Regions from separate parts of the Sus scrofa genome. Here region 2 is linked to region 1. The links are chromatin contacts, called in public HiChIP or PLAC-seq maps. All regions are on one chromosome and are shown on one strand. The core of a region is the stretch at or near the end of the contact, and the rest is flanking DNA. Distances in the headings are between cores, read along the strand shown. Region 1 overlaps LRCH1 (leucine-rich repeat and calponin homology domain-containing protein 1). Region 2 has its middle 28 kb from the start of RUBCNL.

Region 1 (4,767 bases), core at 457-2,956:
TTTGCCAAAAAAAAAAAATTGGGGACAATTACTCATTTTGTAGCACTTGTCAGATCCCTGAATCACTAGCAACTAGGCTTCCTCTGATTACAATGTGACAGAGACTGTCCATGAGCTGGCAGCTGAGTGATTGTCATCAGCTGCTCGACTTTAGTCCAGCAACAAGTTAGTGATACATTTAAAATACTTAGGGGGAAAGGGTGGAGTGGGAGTTTGAGGTTAGTAAATGCAAACTAGTGCATTTGGAGTGGATAGGCAATGAGAGCCTGCTGTACGGCACAGGGAACTGTATCTAATCTTTTGTGATGGAACATGCTGGAAGATAATGTGAAAAAAAAAAAAAGACCGTGTATATATGCATAACTGGGTTGCTTTGCTGTACAGCAGAAATGGACAGAACCTTGTAAATCAACTATAATTAAAAATTTTAAAAATAAAACCTTGAGATGCTCTTAAAAAACAAAAAACAAAAGCAAACCTTAATCCTGGGCTTTAGGGCAGGGCCCTTTCCGCTAGAGCCTCACAGTGAAAGCTTCCGAGCCGCTGTTGCCCTCTTACTCCGCAGGGCTCCCACCCCTTCCCAGCACCTGAGCAGCTGCCCTTCGCCTGCCCCGCCCTGGGGTGGGTGGGGGCTGTGTCTCCTTTGGGCTCCTCTGCATGCTGGGGACCCCGTTCCTGCGGTCATCTCTGGCCGTGCTTCTTCTGACATCGCTCTAGAATTTAACCATCGGGCTCTGTGTCTCCTCCCTTCCTTTCTGCTCCCTGAGATTGATAAGCAGAAGCCCTGCCATGATGACATTTTTTTGGTCAACTGTCATTCATGCAGTTCTGGACACTGCTATCCAGTCTTCTTCTCAGCCTTTATGACGTGCAGGTGTATCAAGCACACGTGGTTGGCGGTGTGCTGAGTGAGAGCGTACGTGTGGAATCGAAAATGGGTGCAGCTCGAGAGCACTGTTAGGTGAGGTGAGTGCGACCCAGTGGCACTTGGTCACAGAGCTGCCTGAGACCGTGAAGGGTGGGGATGTGCTCTCGGTCCCTGTGCGCCTCCCCGAAGTTGTCCCCTTCTTCACGTAAGCTTCCCGCCTGGAGGAGTAGTGTTTTCTGTTATTCTGAGAAATTCTAAATTCTGAAATCGTGTTTGTATTTTGTCACCATTTTAAAAAGCATTTTTTTTTTCCAGTTGTGATGAGAGAACACGTAGTATAAAAAGGACCAGGTCCACCACGTCTAAGTGTCTAGTTCAGTGTGGCATTAAGTACATTCCTGTCGTCATGTGCCATCGCCCTCATGCATCCATAGAACGTTTTCACCTTGCAAAGCTGAAACTCTGCCCCCGCTAAACAGTGACTCACCACTCTGCCTGCCCCCCAGCTTCTGGCAGCCATCATTCGACTTTCTGTCTCTATGAGTTTGAAAACTCCAGGAGCCTCGTCTAGGTGGAATCATACAGTATTTGTCTTTTTCCGATTGGCTTATTTCACTTAGCGTAATGTCCCCAAGGGTCAGCCGTGTGGTAGCATAGGGCAAACCTTCTTTTTTAAGCTGAAAAATAGGGAGTTCCCATTGTGGCTCAGTGGGTTAAGGACTCAGTGTTGTCTCTGGGAGGATGCAGGTTTGATCCCCGTTCGGTGGATCCTTGCTTGTGAATCCAGTGTTGCCACAAGCTGTGGGGCGTAGGTCACATGTGAGGCTTGGCTCTGGTTTTGCTGTGGCTGTGACTTGGGCAATGGCTGCAGCTCTGATTCGACCCCTGGCCTGGGAAGTTCCGTATGCTGCAAGGGTGGCCCTAAAAAGGAAAAAAAAAAAGCTAAATAGTATTCTATTGTATTTATAGACCACATTTTGCTCATCTCTTTATCCGTCAATGGAGATTTGGGTTATTTTTACCTTTTGACTATTGCAAGTAAAGCTACTTAAAGCATTCCTATTCCATAAGAAAATTAGTATTTCCTGTTCAAATTAGTATTTCTCATTTTAATTTAATTTTTTTTGTCTTTTTAGGGCCGCTCCTGTGGTATATGGAGGTTCCCAGGCTAGGGGTCAAATCAGAGCCATAGCTGCTGGCCTACACCACAGCCACAGCAACTCAGGATCTGAGCTGTGTCTGGGACCTACACCACAGCTCACGGCAATGCTGGATCCTTAACCCACTAAGTGAGGCCAGAGATTGAACCTGCGTCCTCATGGATGCTTGTCAGATTTATCTCCACTGAGCCATGACGGGAACCCCAGTATTTTTCATTTTAAAGATGGTTACTACTAATGGGGCTGTTTTTATTGTCTCAGAGCAAAATTCTCTTAAAGCAAATGAGAAATAATTCATTAGCTAAACAATCACTAGAGGATAGGTCATTTCAAAGAAACTGCGACTACCTAAAATTTTTTTTTTTTGCTATTTCTTTGGGCCGCTCCCGCGGCATATGGAGGTTCCCAGGCTAGGGGTCGAATCGGAGCTGTAGCCACTGGCTTACGCCAGAGCCACAGCAACTCGGGATCCGAGCCGCATCTGCCACCTACACCACAGCTCACGGCAACGCCGGATCGTTAACCCACTGAGCAAGGGCAGGGACCGAACCCACAACCTCATGGTTCCTAGTCGGATTCGTTAACCACTGCGCCACGCCGGGAACTCCCCTAAAATGTTTTTGTTTTTTGTTTTTGCTTTTTAGGGCCACACCCATGACATGTGGAGGTTCCCAGGCTAGGGGTCTAATTGGAGCTGCAGCTGCCAGCCACAGCCACAGCCATGGCCACGCCAGATTCGAGCCTTGTCTGCACCCTACACTGCAGCTCACAGCAACGCTGGATCCTTGACCCACTGAGGGAGGCCAGAGATCAAACCCGCAACCTCATGGTTCCTAATCAGATTCGTTTCAGCTGCGCCACAGCAGGAACTCCCTGAGATGTTTTTCTTTTGCGTAATTTTGCATGACAAGAAAACAAAAAAATAGTTAATGCACTTCCCCGCTTTCTTGAACAGAACATTTTAAAAGCAGTTTAATTCTCAAATATCTTAATAACTCTTGTTAGATTATTCAGTGTTGTATTATTTTGGTGCTGCAATTATGTTGCACTATGTCGTTTAGAAGGACTCTGACACTACATTTAATGTTTTTAAATTTAAATACTTAAAAAATACGTCACTCTTCATTACTATTGTTGTTAGAAGCATGCTTTTTTATGGCTACCTCCCTTTAAAAAAAATCTATTCGTTGTTTCCAAAAGGCAGTGGAGCTGAAACAGTCAATCATAGTGTTAGTTAAATTGTGTTCAAGAGGAAAAAGCCTCCGAGTGAGGCTTTTAGAGATTCTTTGAGTGAAATGATTACGCTTTGGGACAGGAATTCCCCCTTCCCCCTGGCCAATTCTGTCTGCGCTGGTCGTTTAAAATCTTATCTCCTGATTTTTTTGGGCAGCACTTTGGATAGGAGAGGTGCAGTAGAGAAATCAATTTTTGCTGTCAACATTTCAGTAATGCATTCAGTAAAAGGCCACCTATATTTAATTACCTCTTTAGTATTGTATGGGCTTAATAGGTATCAGCTGCTAATAAAATCACTGGGCCAAGAGTCTAATCTGTCATTGTATCCTTTTTGGCATTTACCAAAAATAATTTCTCTTTCTTACTTCCTTCAGCCTGGGAAGGGTAACCTTCAAACCAACTGAGAGATTGTTCACTCATAATACGCAGTTGGCTTTTTTTCTTCTTTTATCTCTGATTTCTTGTTTTATCATGAAACATGTGTATGTGTGGTTGCTTCATGCACTTGTCAGCTAGATTTTTAAGCTCCTTCCCAGCCCAGGCCTTTTTTTCTTGCCAGAAATTCTGTATTCGGAACCCAGCATTAGCTAACATAATGATAGAGACTATTCTTGGAGTCCTTTCCTCTGTGCCCGGTGCCGCTCTGAGGTCTTTATATGTATCATCTCATTTAATCCTTCCAATAATTCAGAGCGGCCAGTACTATTATTATTCCCGTATTGTAGGTGAAGAGACGGAAGCATAGAGAAATTAAGTAATTGTTTCCAAATCCACACACTAAGAGGTGGGATCAGGATTTGAACTCAGGCTGTCTGCCCGAAGAACCGGCTTTCCTACCACATGCGTTCAGTTCATTCAGTGAATATTTATTAAGCTCTTACTGTATACCAGGGAACAGTGCAAAGATCTCAATCTTCATGGAACTTAACATTCTAGTAGAGTGAGAAAGTTCACCAAAATATGTGAATAAATTGTATGCCTTGTTAGAAGGCTACCCAAGTGCTAAGACAGAAAAATGTCGAGCAGAGGAAGGCAGTGAAGAGGGTATGTTGACACTTTAGATAATCAGGGAAGACTTCCATGGTTCAGGCTGAGGATTTTTTTTTTTTTTTTTTTTTTTTTTGGTCATTTTAGGGCCACACCCCTGGCCTATGGAGGTTCCCAGGCTAGGGGTCGAATCAGAGCTGTAGCTGCTGGCCTGCACCACAGTCACAGCAAGTCAGGATCCAAGCCCCATCTGCGACCTACACCACAGCTCACCAGATCCTTAACCCGCTGAGCAAGGCCAGGGATCAAACCTGCGTCCTCATGGATGCTCGTTAGATTGGTTTCCGCTGGCTGAGCCACAGCGGGAGCTCCAGGCAGAGGAATTCTTTAACAAATCTCTTCGGTTGGACAGCATTTTTTGGTTGTTGGATCTCTCTGAGATGTAGCCTGAGATCTTAAGTGACTCACTCAAAATTTTTATGAAAATCTGCTCATCAGTTCTGCTTGTTTAACCCT
Region 2 (5,365 bases), core at 2,752-5,251, 150 kb before region 1:
GAAGGATGACTTCCGGAGAAGGGCCAGGATGCTCCATGGGAGGCTATGAGAAATTCCCTCCCCTTCCCCCTAAGGGGCCACCCTGGAGATTCCTTGCTCTTGCCAGGGCTGACTCAACTTGTCACATCCCCGGCCAGATCACCACTCAAGCAGAAAGCTTGATAATCCTTCTCGCCCACCTCGTAGCCGTGTCGAGAGGTCAACTGAGGAGAGCGAGAGCTTAACCACAGGACACCTGGTAAAGGTCAGAGATCATCCTTAGTATTAGTTTAGAACAGGACCCTTCTCTAGCCCACTGGAGGCCCGCAAGTCCAATGGCTCAGCGGAAAAATAAGCTGCTTCTGTCTAAAAGGAGAGGGAAGAGTGTTGCGGGAAATGTTTCACAAGTGACCCTCCGGGGAAAAGAGCCCTCATTTGTAGCGCCTACCAGTTCTGTGGTGCCAAGAGTCCCACCACGGGTGACATGACGCTAGCAGTGCGATGCTGCTGAGTAGAGAACGGGAAAAGAGAAGCGGAGGGTGCGAGCTGGGCCCGGGATGCTGTCGGCCGTGCAAAGGACTCGGGGCCCAGAGGTACCTAACCACAGTTTAGGCCCTCGGAGGTGAATGGCTGGGCTGGTTAAGGAGCCAAGTAAAGAGAAATATCCTCCAAACCAGAGTGAGACAGTGTGACATCTTCTTTCCTCCATCCAAGCCCTCAGGCTTCCCTGATGTGATGGGGGCTTTAGCTCTGGCCAAAGTGGAACACACACACACACACACACACACACACACACACACACACAGACTCAAGACGTGCTGTCCTAAAACTGGGACAGTCCCCACAAACTGGGACAGAGGGTTGGCCATCCTATGTTTCTCACTCTGTCTCCCCTTTCCAGCCTCCCTTCTCTTTAGGTGTGCTCTGTTGAAAAGGATAAAGACACACGTGACATATTTTCAGCTTGCTTAGAGGACGATGAGGAACTCCAGCTGATTTTGATCCCGCCTTCAAGAAGCAGCATGGCCTAATGATTTGGTAAAATTAAAAAAAGAAATATTTTATCCTGTTAGGTCCCATCTAAGTGCCTACACTGAGAACTGGGAAAATAATCATCTTTAAAATGGTGTTGAAATTCAGACGTAGAGTGGACCTATTCTGAGTATGTAACCGTGACTTCCACCTGAACTTGGACCCTTCCCTTATAACCAAAAGCCTCTGAAAACAGCCTAAATTCACTCTCCCCTCCTTCTGTTGCGTTCTGGCCTGAGCACCCACAGCTGTAACCCTGATGCTTTCTGAGGATTATCAGAACGCGCTGGTTGTCAGAGTTCATGGACAGCATCTACCAGGATGGCTGAAGTTCAAAAGCCTGCCGCGCCAAGCGCTGGCGAGCATGTGGCAGAACGGGATTCGTACACACTGCTGGCAGGAAGGTAAACTGGGAGAACCACTGTGAAAACTGGTTTAGCTGTTTCTTAAAAAGTTAAATATACACATACCCACATGAGCCAGCCTAGGCAGTCATCCAGGAGAAAAGAAAACCCAAAAAGACAAAAAAAAAAAAAAAAAAAAAAATGCAGGTTCCATCCCTGGCCTTGCTCAGCGGGTTAAGGATTGGCATTGCCATGAGCTGGGTGGGGTGTAGGTCACAGACGCAGCTCAGATCCCATGTTGCTGTGGCTCTGGTGTAGGCCGGTGGCCATGGCACCGATTAGACCCCTCGCCTGGGAATCTCCATATGCCGCGGGAGAGGCCCTAGAAAAGGCAAAAAGACAAAAAAAAAAAAAGAAAAGAAAACCTATGTTTGACATAACACTGTAAGCCAACTATAATGGAAAAAATTTAAAAATGATTAAAAAATAAAAAAATAGGCAGTGGGATGGACTGGGAATTTGGGGTTCATAGATGCAAACTATTGCCTTTGGAATGGATAAGCAGTGAGATCATGCTGTATAGCACTGGGAACTATGTCTGGTCACTTGTGATGGAGCAGGAGAATGTGAGAAAAAAGAATGTATACATGTGCGTGTGACTGGATCACCTCGCTGTGCCGTAGAAAACTGACAGAACACTGTAAACCAGCTATCATGGAAAAAATTAAAATCACTATAAAAAATAAAATAAAATAAATAAAAAGTAAAAAATCCTGAACACAAAAAAAGGAAAACCCATGTTCATACAAAGATACGAACATGAATATTCAAAAGAGCTTTAATTGTATAAACTAAAAACTAGAAACAACCCAAATGTCTACCAACAGAAGAGATAAAGAGAGATCTACAACCACGGTATATCCACAACGGAAAACGACTCAGCAAAAAAGCGAAAGGGGCAGGGGGTGGAGTGGGGAGACAGAGAGAGAAGCAAACAAAGACAAAGCTATCTGATACACGCTCCAACATGAATGAGTCAATCGCAATTAATTAGGCCAGTTCTCAAAATAAGGAACCCAGGTTTGAAAAAAAAAAAAAAAAAGAGTACACACTGTATGATTTCATGTATATAAAATTCTAGAAAATGCAAACTAATTTATGGTGACTGATCTGTAATTGCCTGGGAAGGACAGATGAGGGGGTGAGGAGACGGGTTACAAAGAAGCAGCGGGAAATTTCAGGGCGATGGGCGTGCTTCTTAGCTTGATGGTGGTGATGCTTTCAAGAGGTGTACATGTGTGAAAACTTATCAAACTATGCGCTTTAAGTATGTGAGGCTTAGGGAACACCAATTATCCTTCAATAAAGTTGTTTTTAAAAGCTCCATGCAGGAGTTCCTGTCTTGGGTCAGCGGGTTATGAACCTGACTAGTGTCCAGAAGGATGAGGGTTTGATCCCTGACCCTGCTCAGTGGGGTTAAGGATCCGGTGTTGTGTAGGTTGGCAGTTGCAACTCCAATTTGACTCCTAGCCTGGAAACTTCTATATGCCACAGGGACAGCCTTTAAAAAGCAAAACTAAATAAACAAATAAATAAAAGCTCTGTGCACATTTCAATCCTGTATTTACTGACTCTGCTAGAGTATTTGAGAAATCTGACAATGTCTTTTTTATTTGTTTTTGTTTTTGTTTTTTTGTTTTTTGTTTTTTTGGGTTTTTTTTAGCCTCATCATGACATGTGGAAGTTCCCAGGCCAGATAGGGAACTTGAGCCACATTGGTGACAACACTGGATCCTTAACCCACTGATCCACCAGAGAACTCCCAATTTCCTCCTTTCTGCTGTGTCTCTCTTCCCAGGCTCTCCTAATTTCTTCCTGCCACACTACACGTACTGGAAAGGCCATAGCAGTAGCTGTACAGATGAGATCAGAGTCTGGCCTGTTGACTTTAAACATACAGACCTATTTTCCTACTGTCATCAGGAGCAGTCGCAATAATCACAGAAATGCAGAGAGACTTCTCATCAACCTGCAAATCCAGATGTCTCAACAGAGGAGTTCCCGTTGTGGCTCAGTGGTTAACGAACCCAACTAATATCCACAAGGACATGGGCTCGATCCCTGGGCTCACTCAGGGGTTAAGGATCTGGTGGTGCTGAGAGCTGTGGTGCAGACATGGCTCGGATCCCGAGTTGCTGTGGCTGTGGTGTAGGTCAGCAGCTATAGCTCTGATTCAGCCCCTAGCCTGGAACTTCCATATGTCACAGGTGCAGTCCGAAAAAAAAAAAAAAGACCAGTGTCTCGATAATTACTTTTGTATTTCCTGGCTGCTATGATACCAGAAAGGGGGATAGATTAGTGTATTGGGGGGATATTTAATCATTTTTATCATGTGTAAGTGACTGCTTTTATAAAATAGGGAAGTAAGGAAAGACGAAAGTTTCAAGAACCAGCTCCCAATTAACCCAACAGCCCTTCCTGTGCCCCTTAAAGCTGCAGAGGTAAGGAGTTGAGGCCCAGGTGCCTGGGTAGTCATTTGGCTTTGCACCCATCACTGCAACAAACTGGTGCAAAGGGTGGGACCTGGCTGGGCCTCATTCTCCTTAGATGCTGTGTAGACACATATCTCTGGCTTGACCCCAAGCCCTATCCTCACCCGTTTAGGAAAGAAGAGCAACTTTCTCAGTCCTCATCTGTCCTGCAGCTGCTCCCATCAAGGGCTTAAAGAAATGGCAAGTGGCCAGGCTTTCAAAGGCCGCCTTGCTTACCAGACAATTGAGTAACTTTTACGAGATCTGCTGCCAACTTCTCAGTTTGCCCGATAGTGACCCAAATATGTTATGACATATGCTTATTTAATAAGTCACTCCATGTGGTTTGAATTTAAAAGAAATATACCAGACTGTGGATGTGCAGTTTTACCAGGACGCTGTAGTGCAACACCAGCCCAAGTTTCTGTCTAAACACCCAAATCACAGTTGTTAATCCCTGGAGGGGTCACATGCCTAGGAAATGACAGGCGCCTGTTTTGAGATTCTCCTTTTTTACTAAACTCAAGGTTGTCATGGGTAACAGTCAAATTTGCTGACTACTCCACTTAAATTTTTTTTTTTTTTTTTTTTTTTTTTTTTTTTTTGCTGCACCCACAGCATGGGGAAGTTGCTAGGCCACTGATCGACCCTGTACCACAGCTGTAACCAGAGCCACAGGAGTGACAATACTGGATCCTTAACCCTCTGAGCTACTAGGAAACACCCACACTTAATTTTTTTTTTTTTTTTAGGAAACTTTCTGCCAAGTTTCACTTTCAAATTGTGTCTTAATGGTAGATGTTCTTAAGCCCCTTAGTTCAAAGATCTCCTATGAATCTATTTGCTGACTTCTTCCAAATAAGGATCTAATCCCTTGCTCAGAGAGAGAGACATTCTGTACACTTATAGGTAAGAAAGTAAACGCTGTCTGATGGAACCATTGTCTAAGGACCAGGCAAATCCCACTCGACTAGGGGAATGTAGGTATGAAGAGAAAGGAGAAATACCACTGCATCCAACAGTGAAAAGGAGAATCCAGGAGCTCAGTGAGATGTGATTGCTATTAGCTCTTTGGGGATACAGAAGCCAGAGGGCCAGAAGGCACTGTCAGTTCTCTGATCTATCAAGGGGCATTTGCATCATAAATCGGTATTAAAGGAGACAGAGGTCAGAGGGACAGAACCATTTAGGAGGAAATAACAGTGATCGAAGCCAAGCAACGCCCCAAGACCCAGCTTCCCTTTGGGGGAGTCTGTTTAAAGAACAGCTTCCTCTGAGAAGTAAATAGGCAGGGCTTCCTTTTTCTGTATTAATAAGAGTCTTCGCCAGCTCTTTAAAGAGTTTCCTACCTTGAGCCTCCGAACCTCAGAACTGTGACATGTGGAAAGCACAGAAGGGCTTACTCTTATGTGGAGCAATAGCCCTGAAACTAGTTTTTAACTGCGAAATCAAAAGAGAGAGACACACACACATAAAAAG

The links. HiChIP or PLAC-seq counts read pairs in DNA pulled down with a chosen protein or histone mark.
Region 2: a contact with region 1 is called in an H3K27ac HiChIP or PLAC-seq map of alveolar macrophages. The contact joins two enhancer-like sites. A contact is called at or near these places in 2 of 47 Hi-C or Micro-C datasets (blood and embryonic fibroblasts) and 1 of 2 datasets of contacts at active chromatin or transcription factors (alveolar macrophages).

What each region holds. Positions count from the first base shown.
Region 1 is chr11:20,810,085-20,814,851 of Sscrofa11.1, reverse strand. All of the region lies in intron 1 of LRCH1 (leucine-rich repeat and calponin homology domain-containing protein 1), which reads left to right. Among named protein-coding and RNA genes, the nearest start is that of LRCH1, 94 kb to the left of the region's middle. Within about 2 kb of position 1,706, at least 1 of the 83 cell types and tissues checked has an H3K27ac peak or open chromatin away from gene starts, as enhancers often do. A contact at or near this core is called in alveolar macrophages, where this site is marked.
Region 2 is chr11:20,965,002-20,970,366 of Sscrofa11.1, reverse strand. No RefSeq gene overlaps it. Among named protein-coding and RNA genes, the nearest start is that of RUBCNL, 28 kb to the left of the region's middle. Within about 2 kb of position 4,001, at least 32 of the 83 cell types and tissues checked have an H3K27ac peak or open chromatin away from gene starts, as enhancers often do. A contact at or near this core is called in alveolar macrophages, where this site is marked.